Linked DNA regions of Mus musculus: regions 1, 2, 3 and 5 are each linked to region 4. A link is a contact called in public HiChIP or PLAC-seq data. All regions are on one chromosome and are shown on one strand. Each heading gives the region's core, a stretch centred on a gene start, on an enhancer-like site or on the middle of the called end of the contact. The rest is flanking DNA. Distances are from core to core; before and after follow the strand shown. Region 1 holds the start of D830035M03Rik (RIKEN cDNA D830035M03 gene). Region 2 overlaps Gm39458 (a long non-coding RNA gene). Region 3 has its middle 74 kb from the start of Gm39459. Region 4 has its middle 37 kb from the start of Gm34655. Region 5 has its middle 7.9 kb from the start of Gm34323.

The links. HiChIP or PLAC-seq counts read pairs in DNA pulled down with a chosen protein or histone mark.
Region 1: an H3K4me3 HiChIP or PLAC-seq map of embryonic forebrain shows a contact between it and region 4, with 5 times the contacts expected there. The contact joins the promoter of D830035M03Rik here to the enhancer-like site in region 4. A contact is called at or near these places in 2 of 39 promoter capture datasets (cranial neural crest and pre-B cells), 5 of 115 datasets of contacts at active chromatin or transcription factors (embryonic brain, embryonic forebrain, extraembryonic endoderm stem cells and 2 more) and 1 of 9 other capture datasets (liver).
Region 2: a contact with region 4 is called in an H3K27ac HiChIP or PLAC-seq map of embryonic stem cells, with 7 read pairs. The contact joins two enhancer-like sites.
Region 3: a contact with region 4 is called in an H3K27ac HiChIP or PLAC-seq map of embryonic stem cells, with 5 read pairs. The contact joins two enhancer-like sites. A contact is called at or near these places in 2 of 115 datasets of contacts at active chromatin or transcription factors (embryonic stem cells and pancreatic cancer cells).
Region 5: a FOXA1 HiChIP or PLAC-seq map of pancreatic cancer cells shows a contact between it and region 4. The contact joins two enhancer-like sites. A contact is called at or near these places in 9 of 115 datasets of contacts at active chromatin or transcription factors (the NIH/3T3 cell line, cardiomyocytes, embryonic limb bud and 6 more).

Annotation. Positions count from the first base shown.
Region 1 is chr9:120,491,192-120,493,891 of GRCm38.p6, forward strand. D830035M03Rik (RIKEN cDNA D830035M03 gene) reads right to left here and starts at 1,390. Exons shown (of 2, transcript NR_166642.1): 1 at 915-1,390. Eif1b (eukaryotic translation initiation factor 1B) reads left to right here and starts at 1,415. Exons shown (of 4, transcript NM_026892.3): 1 at 1,415-1,650. The coding sequence starts at 1,620.
Region 2 is chr9:120,678,616-120,681,315 of GRCm38.p6, forward strand. It overlaps Gm39458 (a long non-coding RNA gene), which reads left to right. Exons shown (of 3, transcript XR_871370.1): 2 at 1,834-1,935. Among named protein-coding and RNA genes, the nearest start is that of Gm39458, 4.5 kb to the left of the region's middle. Within about 2 kb of position 1,421, at least 45 of the 459 cell types and tissues checked have an H3K27ac peak or open chromatin away from gene starts, as enhancers often do. A contact at or near this core is called in embryonic stem cells, where this site is marked.
Region 3 is chr9:120,758,871-120,761,570 of GRCm38.p6, forward strand. No RefSeq gene overlaps it. Among named protein-coding and RNA genes, the nearest start is that of Gm39459, 74 kb to the right of the region's middle. Within about 2 kb of position 1,286, at least 66 of the 459 cell types and tissues checked have an H3K27ac peak or open chromatin away from gene starts, as enhancers often do. A contact at or near this core is called in embryonic stem cells, where this site is marked.
Region 4 is chr9:121,313,001-121,315,700 of GRCm38.p6, forward strand. It overlaps a transcript of Trak1 not described here. Among named protein-coding and RNA genes, the nearest start is that of Gm34655, 37 kb to the left of the region's middle. RefSeq lists an enhancer at 1-1,947. Within about 2 kb of position 1,296, at least 370 of the 459 cell types and tissues checked have an H3K27ac peak or open chromatin away from gene starts, as enhancers often do. A contact at or near this core is called in the NIH/3T3 cell line, embryonic brain, embryonic forebrain and 6 more, where this site is marked.
Region 5 is chr9:120,592,601-120,595,300 of GRCm38.p6, forward strand. No RefSeq gene overlaps it. Among named protein-coding and RNA genes, the nearest start is that of Gm34323, 7.9 kb to the right of the region's middle. Within about 2 kb of position 1,306, at least 53 of the 459 cell types and tissues checked have an H3K27ac peak or open chromatin away from gene starts, as enhancers often do. A contact at or near this core is called in the NIH/3T3 cell line, embryonic stem cells and pancreatic cancer cells, where this site is marked.

The DNA of each region.
Region 1 (2,700 bases), core at 140-2,639, 820 kb before region 4:
GTGTAGTCTGTGCTTCTTATACTACTTTGTAGACTTCTTTAAGTTACTTAGAAAATAGTGTTAATATTTCAGGCAGAAAATTTATATAATTTATTAAAAACTTCTCAAGGACTGGTGAGGTGGCTCAGGCTTGCTGATGGCCTGACAACCTGAGTTCCTGCTCCAGGACCTACATGAAGGTGGAAGATGCTCAAGACTATTAATTCAAATATTCGTAAGCTAGAGTTTTTCAAACCATGGTATAAGAATAAAACTGAGTAAGTAGTGTGCCTGAAACCTGACTGGTGGATGTAGGGGCATACAAGTGTATTCATTTTTACAACCCTAAAGCAACAGGCCATGCATAGAAACATTAGGAGCGGCCACTTTGTACAATAGAAGTCACTGAAACATGAGCACTACACTCCAGATATTCATTTCCTTTTTTAAACTACAGTAATGGACTTCGAGAGACTTCCCAGGAGTTGCTGCTCTTACACAAGACCTGGGTTCTGTTCCCATGGTCTCATAACCAGCTGTTATTCCAGTTCCAGGGGATATGACACCCTCTTCTGGCCTCTATGGTACATACACCCAACCACATAAAAATAAAATCTTTTTAAAAAGGAAATTGTAGTAGCGATTGGACCTACTGCTACATCTTGTTGAATGGATTGCTAGACAGAAACATAGTATGTATGCTATCTATGGCTTCTAATGTCTTGCATCAGGCCTCCAATACTATTTCAACACGAAGGCAACAGGTTTGACCTACAAAAAGGTTAAGAATTCCAAATTTTTAGTCTACTGCTTTGGTCTAGAAAGCCAACCACCTGCATAGGTGGTTTACATAGGTTAAGACGGTTCTCCACTGTCCACTGATGGTTGTGCACGGTTACTCTTTACAGTTACTTCATCTGCTCGCTCACACTCACCTAGCAACCACCAGACACCCATCCTGCACGGGACTTGCATCCGACCTTAGGAGGCTCCGCAGAGGAGAGCTCGGGCGGGATGGTAGCGCGTTCTCTCCACGCACACCTGACTCTGCTAGAGGCTAGGTCGTGACACCTGAGACAAACAGGTTAAGCTTAGTAGAGACTGCAGCATCGGAATCCCGGGGCTTGGAGGAAGGGAGAATTCCCAGGTGGCACCCACAAGGGTTCTGCAAGGAACTCAGGGGTCTCGGGAACCCTGGGGGCTGGGGAGGGCGGCGGAGGCGCAGAGCGCGGTCCCCGCTGGTTGCAAGTCCAGACCCCCGGGGGCACGTTTCTCGCCGTTGCACCCGGAAGCGCCTCCGCCCGGCGCCTCGGGCGGGACGGACCGCGGCTGCCCGCAGTGGGCTCCCGCCCGCTCCTCGCTGGCCCCCGGCTCGGCGCTCCGGGGCGGACGCGCGGTGCGTGCGGACGGTCACGTGGCGGCGGCGCGCGGGGCTAAATACGCGGCGCCGGCCATTTTGTGCGAGAAGCCGCAGCGCCGCCTCCCTGCTCGCGCCCCACCGCCGCCTCCGCGTCTTCCTGCGCCCCGGGCTTCCGCCGCTTCATTGATTTCCGTTTCTCGCCGCTGCAGCCTCCTGACACGGTGATCCGGGCGGGCCCCGCGGGAATTCTATCCTCTCACCGGCCTCACACTAGTGTCGCATGTCCACTATCCAGAACCTCCAATCTTTCGGTAAGGGCCAGTGGCCGGCCGCCGCCCGCGTCCCTCTGGGCTTTGTCTCGGCGCCCAGAAGATGGCGACGGGGGGCTCCCCGCGACCCTAGCCCGGGGGATGCCCCTCTCCGGGCCTCGGACACGGCCTTAAGTGGGCCTGCGACTCCGTAGAGGCGAGGGCCCGACCGGCAGGCGCTTGGGGAACTTGACACTGGCAGGAAGACAAGGGTCTCGGGGACTCACAGGACGGTCGGGGGACACGCCAGGGCTGCAGGGGGACCCGCCAGAGGCTGGGGGGACTGACAGAAAGGCCGGGGGCTTCAGAGACCCGTAAGGGAGCTACAGTACTTGCCAGGGCTGCAGAGACTAGGACTAGGGGCTTGCAGGGAACCTGACAGTGACAAGACGCTGGGAGTCTCTGGTGTTATCTCTCTTGTGGCCTCGGGGCTGGCCAGGGCTTTGCAAGGAGACTGGAGGGGTGGGGCCCAGAAGCTGGAGAACCTGACAGCTTTAGGGTGACTGCGAGACCTGTGACTCTCAGACGACTCACAAGTGTGTGTGTGTGTGTGTGTGTGTGTGTGTGTGTGTGTGTGTGTGTTGGGGCATGGGGGGCGGGGGGTGGCCTTGCTCAGTCCTTGCTGGGAGGGAAGGGAAGTTAAGGGCTTAGAGGATCTGCGACTCAGTCGGCCAGGACTGGAGGGGGGGGGGGTGCCAGAGAGACCTGTCACTGACCGGAGCTGGGGTGGGGCTGGACCCAGCTGGTTTTAAGCAGCCCCCAGAGGCGTCTGTTTGAAACACTTAGGAGAGAGGCCTCTGATTTGACTTGGAAGTGGCCCTGTTGTCTCTGCTTGCAATCATTTTGTAAATTACACCTCGTGAGGTTGCATGTATATGTTTATATGTGTTTTATAAGGCTCAGTTACTATGTTAACTAATTGGGGTGGGTGTTTTTGAATGTTGTAGTCGAAAAATAGTGGCGGTGACGCATGTTCTTGTGGCGGCTGTATGAAGGCTGTATGAAATTAGGGTTTCGTAAATGTTTTCTGTCTCATTTGCTGGTGGCTTCCAC
Region 2 (2,700 bases), core at 171-2,670, 630 kb before region 4:
TAATAGCATAATGCAAGGATACCGATGTCTTATTTGGTTTTAAAAGCTTTGGGGCCCATTCCACAAAAATTATATTATATAATTATTTATTTTCCTAACTGAAATTTGGATTTTTCTCTTTGACCCAGAGTTCTATAATATTTTATGATATTTATTTATTTATTTATTTATTTATTTGCTTGGCTATTTTTTAGAGAGGGTCTCACTCTATAGGCCTGGCTGTGCCAGAACTCTCTGTGTAGACCAGGCTGGCCTTTAACTCACTGAGATCTATCTGCCTCTGCCTCATGATTGCTGAGATTAACCATGCGCATCACCACACCCTGCTAGTTATATAGTATTTACATTTTTTTTCTGTGTGTTATAGTGAAATATAAGCTAGCCAGGGCTATATAATGAGGCTCTGTCTAAAAATAAATAAACTGTTTTTCAAAGAATATCAGTAAGAAAGTAAAAACAAGAACCAGGCATGGTGGCACAAACATCTAATCCCAGGAGGCAGAATTCAAGGCCAGCCTTGTCTTCATTATTAGCCACAGGAAAGCCAGAGTTACAGAGTCAGAACCTGCCTCATTCATAAAGACAAACAAACAAATAAGGGAATGTAAAATGAGGAAAAAAAATCTTTAAACATCACTCATTGTATGTAAATATCATATAAAAAGAGTTCTTATGGTTTAATAATAAAAGACAAGCCAACTTAAAAATGGTCAAGGAAGCTGGGTACGGTGGCTCACGCCAGTAATCTCAGCACTTGGGAGACTAAGGAAGGAGGAATCAGAATGTGAGGCCAACCTAGAGGACACAGTAAGTCTGAGACCAGCCGGGGCTCCATAATGAGAGCATGTCTCAAAACAAAGACAAAAATCAAAAGGGCACAGTAGCAGCAACAACAACAGACAGACCTTGATAGATATTGCTGTAACAAAGCAGACGTGGGAAGACGTTAGTCCTCATTGTTAGTCCAGGAAATGAAAAGGCACTGGGGCAGCTGCAAAGGGAAACAAACCCGAAGTAACAACAAAGGTGCATGCGCAAGGACTTTGCAGAAGTAGAAGGAGCTTTCAGTGCTGGCTGGAAGGAACAAAGTTAAAACCTGCTGGATAACTCTGTAGCTGCCAGCTGCCAGCTGCCACGGTTACTGGGTTCCTGAAAGGAAAGATGGGGTTGGATGGGAAAGGCATCGAGAGAAATAACAGGCCAAGTCAAAGTTCTCTGATCAAGGCCCAAGGTCTTCTCCTTATGAGTCTGAGCTTATAAAGGGGAGGGGGGGGGAGGGCGGAGGGCGGACGACCCATCCCCCACCATGCCAGGATTTCCAGGTCACACGGTCAGGATCTGTCAGCTGCTCAGAAGGTAGCTTCTAGCAGGAAGCTGCAGATGTGGCAGACAAAAGACTTTACCTAGTTCGGAAGACTCCACCCTCCACGAGCTAGCTACGCGGCAAACCTGGTCTGAACCAGCCTGCTCAAGGCTGTGGGGAGGGCACTGTAACTCAACCCCTCTTTGCCTTAAAAGGTTAAATACAATGTTGCCCTCTGATAGGAAGTTCCACTCCTGGTATACACACAAGACAAAGAAAAGTGAGTCCACATTAAAAAAAAAAAAAAAGTCCAACTGCAGAACTCAGCGTTATCTGTCAACATCTGTGCTTTTCTAGGTCAGTCCCAGGTCCTGAATAAAGATGCAGAGGTTTATTTAGTTATGAATTAACGCTTAGGCCTTCAGTTAGGCTCATTCCCCAACTAACTAATAACTCAAGTAACTATTCTATGTCTGCCATGTGGCTGGTTACCCCGCCTCAATTTCATATGTCCACTTTCCTCCGTCTAGGTGACGAATCCCTAAGACCCGACTCTGCCAGAATTCCTGTCTCTTCCTGGAAGTCCTGCCACTTCTCTACTCCCTCGCTGTAGGCCTTTTAGCTCTTCATGGGTAGGTGATGCTTTTACACGGTGCACAAGAGATGATCTCAACAATTATTCTTGACAGACAGTACAGGTGCCCACAAACTGACGAATGACAAGCAGTATAGCTATAACACGTACTACTTATTAATGACAAGCAGTATATCTGTAACACAGAAGAAAAGCAGGGGCCGAGGCAACTGTGAGCCACCTGACCCAAGAGCTCTGAGCAGAGCTGAACTCTGGCCCTTTGAGAGAACAGTAAGCACTCTTACCAAGGCTCCATCCCTCAGACCTTGCTTTTCTTCTGAGATGATAAAAGTGCTCTAAAATTAGATTATGGCAGCTGGACATGGTGGCGCATGCCTTTAATCCCAGCACTCGGGAGGCAGAGGTAGGCAGATTTCTGAGTTCGAGGCCAGCCTGGTCTACAAAGTGAGTTACAGGACAGCCAGGGCTACACAGAGAAACCCTGTCTCAAAAAAAAAAAAAAAAAAAAAAAAAAAAGAAAAGAAATTAGATTATGGCGATGGACACAACGCTGTGAGTGTAAAACCGGAAGTGTGTACTTTAAACAGATCAATTTTATGGTATGTAAATTATTTGTCTATGGAACTGTTTAAATAAAACCACCATACAAGGCCCCAGGGCTAATCCATAAAGATGTAAAGGCAGACTACAGTGCAGATGCTCACTGAGATACTGGGCTTACCTCGCTCACTCCAGCCTCCTGACTTGCCCAGTACAATAGATAGAGTCTAGGGGCTGTGAACCGTGAGTGGTGGTTGAAGAT
Region 3 (2,700 bases), core at 36-2,535, 550 kb before region 4:
GGGGCTATCCACTAGTAGCCAACAGTTAAAAAGCAGTGACCCTTCCTGTTACTGCAGACACCAACTGCCTATAGCCCCTCAGGGGCCTTGCCTTCTGACTCCATGCAGAAGTTTAACTGGCTTGATCTTGTGCAGGCCTTGGACAGGTAACAACATGAAACAGGGTCTCTCTCCGAACCTGAGATTGCCTTTTCAGTTAGACTGGCAAGCCAGAGAGCTCCAGGAACCCTCTGTCTCTGCCCTCCCAACCTGTTCTCCATAATGCTAAGCTTCCAGGTATATGTTCCCTAGGCTATATGGGATCTAAGAACCCAGGTAATCATGCTTGCTCAGTGACGATGCCATCTCCCTGGTCCCCAGGAAAAGGTCTTTCCTGTGTGGTAGAAACAGCATGGATTTTGGGATCATGTGAACCTTGGTTTAAATTCTAGTTTTGTGACCCTCCAGCACATGAACTTGGGTGAGAATGTTACTTTTGAATCTCTGCCTCATCCCCAAATGTATCTCTGTCACTTCATAAAACATCATGAAAATCTGGCTCTTACTGGAGGTCACCATATTCGGCCTTGATGCAACCATTTTGTTTAGATCCACCATTTTGAAAATGGTGGTCAATTAAATTCTCTCCACGCCTATGTCTGTGGAAAAAGCAATTGGATTTGGTTTTATTCATTTTGATGAGGCCTCAGAGCAATATTCTGGAAGTCCCCCAAGTAGCATGGACCATATCTTTTCCGTTCAGGAAAAAGATGGTATCCAAAGCTACACATTTAATCTACCTCTGCCTCATTGATGGATACCACCTATTGTGTACTTGAAATGAAGGGAAGGTTTTTTGCAAACACAGAGAGACTGGCAGACAGCTTACAGGATAAATCAGCTTGGATGGAACCAGAGGATTTCTGCTGCGGAGGCAACAGGCGATGGCAGTCTGCGTTGGTGCCCAGCCCAGAAAGTGGGGCTGAGACATAGCCCCATGTGCTCAGTTCCAAAGTGTTTGTCGCTCAGCACTGTGGGCACACTTCCTGCTGGCCAGCCCAGGAGAGACAGCTGCTCAAGGCCGCACACCAGGGGAACTTGTTTAGGAGGGATTTAGATGACAAAAGGAAGGCTGCCTCCAGGGTAGGGAGGAATAGGCACAGCTGCTGCTTAGTGTGGAGTCCCAGACAATAAAAGGGACAGGAGAACAGACAGATCACCTTCACTGGGTGACAGGCCTCTGGGTGGGGTTTCTGCACCCTGCCCCCACCCTAGGCTCCCAGCCAAAGAGGAAGAATAATGAGAAAGCACTCCTACCACACACAGCAGCCAGGCAAGATTCTCTTCCCCAAGGAAAAAGCAGGGGGACACATGCAGTTAAGGTCAGGGTCCTTGCAATCTGGTCATTCGGTCACGTCCTGTCTGAGCCACTTTCTAGGTGTGTGAGCATGAATAGGTAGTTTGCTTTTGTCAGCTTGACACAAACCTAGACACTTCTGGGGTGAAGGAATCTCTATTGAGGAAGTGCCTCTATCAGCTTGACCTGTGAACACGTCTGTTTGGCATTTTCTTGGTCACTAGTTGGTGTAGGTGGGCCTAGCCCACCATGGGTGGAACAATCCCTAGTCTGTTCCCTCGCAGCTTCTGCTTCAGTTCCTGCTTCCGGCTTCCTGCCTTGGCTTCCCTGGATGATGGAAGTTGTAAGGCAAATAAACCCCTTCCTCCCAAGAGGCTTTTTGTTTGTTTGTTTGTTTGTTTGTTTGTTTGTTTTTTCGAGACAGGGTTTCTCTGTATAGCCCTGGCTGTCCTGGAACTCACTTTGTAGACCAGGCTGGCCTCGAACTCAGAAATCCGCCTGCCTCTGCCTCCCGAGTACTGGGATTAAAGGCGTGCGCCACCACGCCAGGCTTCTTCTACTTCTTCTTTTTTTTTTTTTTTTAAATCAGAGCAGCAGAGAAGAAACTCAGACGGCTGAGTTATGTATCGTAGTTACTTTTACAGGGGATGATATACAAGTCGCCAACAATTAGCCAGTGGTGGAAGGGTTTATTCAGGTTCGTGGTTCCCAGAGTCCTGGGAAACCAGGTGATCATCTACCTCATCTGCTGTTTGGGGAATTGTATTTTATAACTGATCGTCACTAAAACTCAAAATACACAAATAGCACATTGTTAGGAACATGCACCTGTGTTTTGAAAACACAGAGTGGGATCTGATTTCGCAAGGACAACGAACACACAACCTGGTGTCATTCACAGTAAAATTTAAACAACAAGATTTATTGAAATAAGTTCTTAGGATTTTATTTTTCAGTATTATGTACATTTTAATCTAGATTTTACTTAAAAACAAAAATGTCTGATTTTAGGAGTGGTTATTACTGTTTCATGAGTAAGAACTGCCATGATAGGCTACTGAGCCACATTTTTCTTAAATATTTAATTTAAACTGAGGCTGTTTATAGATGATTATACAAGGCAACAAGACAGATGGAAGTTTGTCATTAAAAAATGATGGCATTTACGATGACATCATTGGATACTTAAAATTTTAATGCCACATGTTACAGTGATATCTAATAAAAGAGAAAACTACAGTAATCTGCTCAGATCAGCCATTGCATAAATGTGTGTATTAATTGCTTTGTTTTTGCCTTACTGAATCAAAGCCCTCATTTTATTAAGAGAAAAAGTAAAAAATATTAATATGAATTGTATTTGA
Region 4 (2,700 bases), core at 46-2,545:
AATCAGTTAGGAATTGCCTCCTTCCCTCTGTCCTTTCTTTGTTCTTTAAGTTGTGTGTACATACTCTTGAGTGTGTGTGTGTCTGTCTGTGGCAGTTAGGGGCTGATGTCTAGGCAGATTAACTTTAACTGGCAGAAAAAAACAAGCCTGTATCAATGCCTTTCTCAGTCTCTACCTCATTCATTTATTCATTCATTAATTCACTCACTCATGTGCATGTGTGCTCATCACGGGGGCCCTTGCCTTTTATCATGTGGGTCCCAGGAATCAAACTCAGGTCATCAGGCTGGGCAAATGCCTTTACTGGCTGAGCTATCTCAAGGGGTTTCTGCTTTATTTTTTGAGACAGGGTCTTTCATTAGACCTGGGATATCCTGTTGTGCTTTATAAAAGGAAAAGAAGGCAGGGATATGTTTGGTGGAGTCGTGGTATAATGTGGGGGAAGGGGGTGCCTCTGAGGGCCCATGCTGAGGCATTACTTTCTTGCTCCTCCCCCCAGTCCACCTCCCACCCCCACTCCTGCCCCAAGGTACCATCCACACTACCGCATAGTTTATGTAGGGCATGGGGAGGGGAGTTGATGGGGTAGTAAAGACAGAGAAAGGTGGGGGGGGAGTAGAGGCCGACCATGAGCGCGTGGAGGGGGGGGGGAGGGAATGGGGTGAGAGGGGGAAGAGCAAGAGGAGAAGAGAGCAAGAGAGTGAGGAGGGGGGCAAGCAAGCAGCCCCTTTTATAGTGAATCAGGCACACCAAGCTGTTGCCAGGCAACTGTGGGGCGGAGCCTAGACAAAATGCCAACACTGTCCCTGTGGGTGCTGGGACTCAGACTCAGGTCATCGTGTTTGTGAAGCACTGTACTCGTTGAGCACTCTCCAGTCTCAGCACTTTCATCCTTACTTGTAGACGTGCACACAGCTATTTGGATATACCATGTGGCTGTTACTTTGAGAAGTTGGCTATTTCAAGGAATTGATCCATTCGCCAGCATATCGTAACCCTCTAGATGGCATCGAGCCCTGAAGCGATGGGCCCACCTTTCTCCCCACACTTGCCTTTCATGCTAAGGCCGTGTCTATTCAGGGGAATTGTTGGGTCTGAGCGTCTCAGCTCAGGAAAGCGGCAGGAGTGGCTTCTGGAAGGAAGAAAGAAGGCCCCGAGGGAAATAAAGACTAAGTGTGGGGGAGGGCTGGACTTTCCCACCTCCCTGGAGGAGGGGCGGCAGAGGAAGGAGGCAGACGTGGTCACGTGGGGGTGAGCTCATTAGTCCTGGGACACCAGCTGCGCTATTCTTAGGGCGGTTTCCAGTCGTGGACAGATGTTCTTAGGCGCGGTTCCAGCCAAGCTCACTTCCCGCAAATGGTATAATACAGGGTGTGGAAAAGTCGGGGTTCACTCTGGTAGATAGTTTGCCCAGGCAACAGTGCCTTTTTTTTTTAACCACAGAGTTTTCCCTTTTCCGTCTTTTTATTTTTCCTGTCTTTCTCTCCGTTACTTTTCTCTGTTTTCTCTTCCCTGTCCTTCTCCACCTCTCCCTCTCTCTCGACCCTATTTTCCAAGTTCTCTTTCTGTCTGTCCTTCTTCCCCATCCCTCCCACTTCCGTGTGAAACTTGGTCGCTGCGGGACACAAAGCCTGTCCGTCCTGATCAACTGTGAACCTCAGCCTTGCTTAGATAGTGTCAGGTGTGCTGGGAGGTCTGGGGGTCACCCTGGGTGAGAGCTGTTAAGTTACAGGAGCCTGGTTTGAATTGCAGGTTGGTATCTTCCTGTCCTCAGAGTGTGGCAGCAGGCTGAGAAGTAAGCCTGGGGCAGAGGGGACAAGCTTGTGTGACATTAGCCAGCTGGTCATATTTTCTGCTGCTGTCCTGGGTCCAATCACAGCCTCCACAGGACAGACTCGCTGTTACACTGTTCTCACTGTCGGAGGCTTTGAGGCAACATATCCCGGGCGTGGCCTCTCCGTGGACGCTCCCTAACATTTATTTCAAAGTGCAGGAGTCTTGATCGGTTTAAGTTTGTAACTGTAGCAGAACTTCCTGATTATACACACAACATAAGGAAGTGGTCTGTGTACAAATGAGGGGCGTTTCTGACTAATTGTGGTCACAGCTGCCCGAAGACAATTTTAAAGGAGAATTTCAAAGACAAGTCAGTATATCTGCTTAGAAAAATACTTATGGATTTAAAATTATTGTTGAATTGTTAAAATAAAAATCAAAGATTTGGGGTTAGGAGGAAGCCCCAGACCTGACTATGTGGTGAGATGAACAAATACTGAGCCCAGCAACTGAATTCTGTGGTCCGTTCCTTTTCATTTGGGGACCGAGTCTTTGCCTTTCCTAACTTTCCTGTGTCTGGATCATAGATTATAAGGCTTCTGCTTGAAGTTGCTCCTCCTCTTCTTAACATCCGTGAGCTGGACCAGAGAAATGGCTCAACAATTCAGAGCACTGGCTGCTCCCCCATAGGACCTACAACACATACACGTCACACACACGCATACCACCCACACTCACACATATGATTATATGCATATCACATATACATACCACACATAAATACACATTACACACACACTCATACCACATACATTCACACACAGATCCCACACATACACATCATACACACACACACACACACACACACACACACACACACTAATATACATTCCACACACATTGCCCACACATCACATATACATA
Region 5 (2,700 bases), core at 56-2,555, 720 kb before region 4:
TGAGTATACTTTTCCACGTGCTCAGTGACATTCTCACATTCCATCTGGGGGTGTGAAGGTTGCCCTGGTCCATCAGCCTGCATCTCTGATCTTTTTTTTTTTTTTAATAGAATACCTTTTACTTATTTTTCAATAACTACACACATGTAAACAATGTATATTGGTCATATACACCCCTAACCATCCTCTCCATTCTTCCCTCCCCTGGACACTCCAATTCACTACCTCCCACTTTTTCTTCCAACCTCCTCTCTCTGTGTCTGTCTGTCTGTCTCTCTTCTCTCTCTGTCTCCACTGAGGCTAACTGGTGCTGCCCAGTGGAGTGTCCACTGATCCCCTTGGCTTGCTCTTGGTCAATAGCCACAGCTGTAGTGTGTTCATGGGTGTAGTGTCAAGTCCAGAGGACAACCCTCCTCCCATCTTTCCTCCCATCCCTCCTCCCATCCCTCCTCCCATTCCTCCTCCCCATCCTCCAGCTCTTACATTCTTTTTTTATTTTATCTTCTTCAATTTTATTTTATTTTGAGACAGGCTATCACTGTGTAGCCTGCCTGGCCAAGAACTTGCTGTATAGAAGACTGGCCTGAAACAGAGATTTGCCATCACACCAGGCAGCTCCTACACTCTTTGTGCCTCCTCCTACAGCCAGCCATTGGCAGAAAGTCCCATGTAGGGCTAGCCCTCAACACTCGCTTACTCTCAGCACATGGGCAGCTGTGAGTCTCCGCATTAAGTGCTCAGCACAGCACATCGAAGCTGCTTCTGGCCAAGGCAGAGGCAGCACCCATCTAGAGTATAAAACAAGCGTTTAGAAGGCCATGTAGCTTAGTAAAACAACAGCAGGCGGTTCCCCTCCATGGCTTGTGACACCCTGGAGTCTCTGACCGTTGACCAGGCCACAACACCAGGCCTGGGCCCCCTCCTGTGCAGAGGCCTCAGATCCAGCAGAGCAGCTACATTGTTCCCAGGGCTTTTTGACTTTCTTTTCTGATGGCTGGAACTGTATCTCACTGTGGTTTTTAATTTGCATTCACTTGATGACTAATGAGGGATAAACCTGTTTGAACCAGTTGTACAACCTGTTCAGAGTTTTGTTTTGCTTCCAAGAGAATTACGTCTTGTTTGTTGGTTTAATTGTGTGTCCTTGTTACCCTTGTAATTTGAGAAATATAGATGAAAAGGCAGGATTCCTGTCTTGAGGGAAATTCACAGAACAATCAACATGTCAACATAGTATTATATGTGAAATACAAAAGGGGGGTAGAGGACAGGGCGGAAGTGCGATGCTGGCAGGGGAGTCATTCAGAGTCTTCTTTGCTGACTCACGCAGTCGGTTGCACATGCTGCTGAGGAATAAACTAGAAGGGCACAGATTCCATTCTCTTAGGATTCGTTTCTTAAATCATGTGTGCATGTGTGCACACACATGTGCATACTTTCTATGAATGTGTGCACACACATATGCATGCTTTCTGTGAATGTGTGCACACACATGCATGCTTTCTATTCATGTGTGTGTGTGTGTGTGTGTGTGTGTGTGTGTGTGTGTGTGTAGACACAGGCATGCGTTCGTGCAGGGCACTGATCCCTGGAGCCAGAGTTACAGAGTTGAGTTGTAGGCAGTGGCTTCTGCTGCTGACTTGTATACTGTAAGCTAGCAGTCCAGTGAGCTTTTGGGTGATTCTCCAGTCTCTGCCTTCTATCTCACCAAGGAGGCATGCTTGACTTACAGATGTATGCTAACACACCTGGCTTAAATTCCCCCCAATCCCCATATCCCCACTGAGGCAGCGGTTCTCCATGTAGCCCTGGCTGTCCTGGAACTTACTTTGTAGACCAGGCTGACCTGGAACAGAGATCCATCTGCCCCTTCCTCCTGAGTGTTGGGATTAAAGGTGTGCACCACCACGCCTGGCTTGCTTTGGGTGTGTGTGGGGGTGGGAGGGTGGGGGGTGGTAAGGATTGAATTTAGATTCTCACATCGAAGGCTTTAGCCTGCTGAGCTATCTCTTGGCTCCAGATCTTTTGATTTTAAACTTAATGCTTTGTACACTGCCCATGGTTATCCCAAACACACCCTTAACACTACGTCTTCGTTACTCACTGTCTCTCCTGGTGCTTCCTTTCATGTGTGAAGCCGAAGGCCCCTTATTCATTTTTCATAAGCAGAAGTCAGGCATCTCATCTAAAAAGAATGCATTCATTCCACACGTCTGTTTACTTATACACAGATGTGTATTTTCAATTTCTTCCTTTCCGGTTCAGGAAGCTGCTGGTAATAAATTTTCATTAAAGTGGTACAAGATCGGAAAGTGAAATAAGCCCCAGCACATTTTCCTAAGTAATCAACAGAATCCCAAAGTGAGAGCCAATTATAACCCTCAGGATCCGCCCCCGCTCATTCAAATGCAGTTATCACAGGGTAGAGCCCAGTGGGGGGCTGCCCACTTCCCCTCAGCTTTTTTTTCACCCCCTTTCTCCAGCTCCAACATCTGAACAATCAGTCCTTCAGCCTCCCAACCTAAGACTTGAGACTTTGTGTCTTGTGTTGATTAAGAAGATGCCAGTCAGGACGAAGTCAGACATGGATGTGTGATAGAGGCTCAGTGCGTGGCTCACTCAGTATTCACAGTTTTTACTTATCTATTTTATTTATGTTTTTAGTTTAAGAAAATGGTGTGTGTGTGTGTGTGTGTGTGT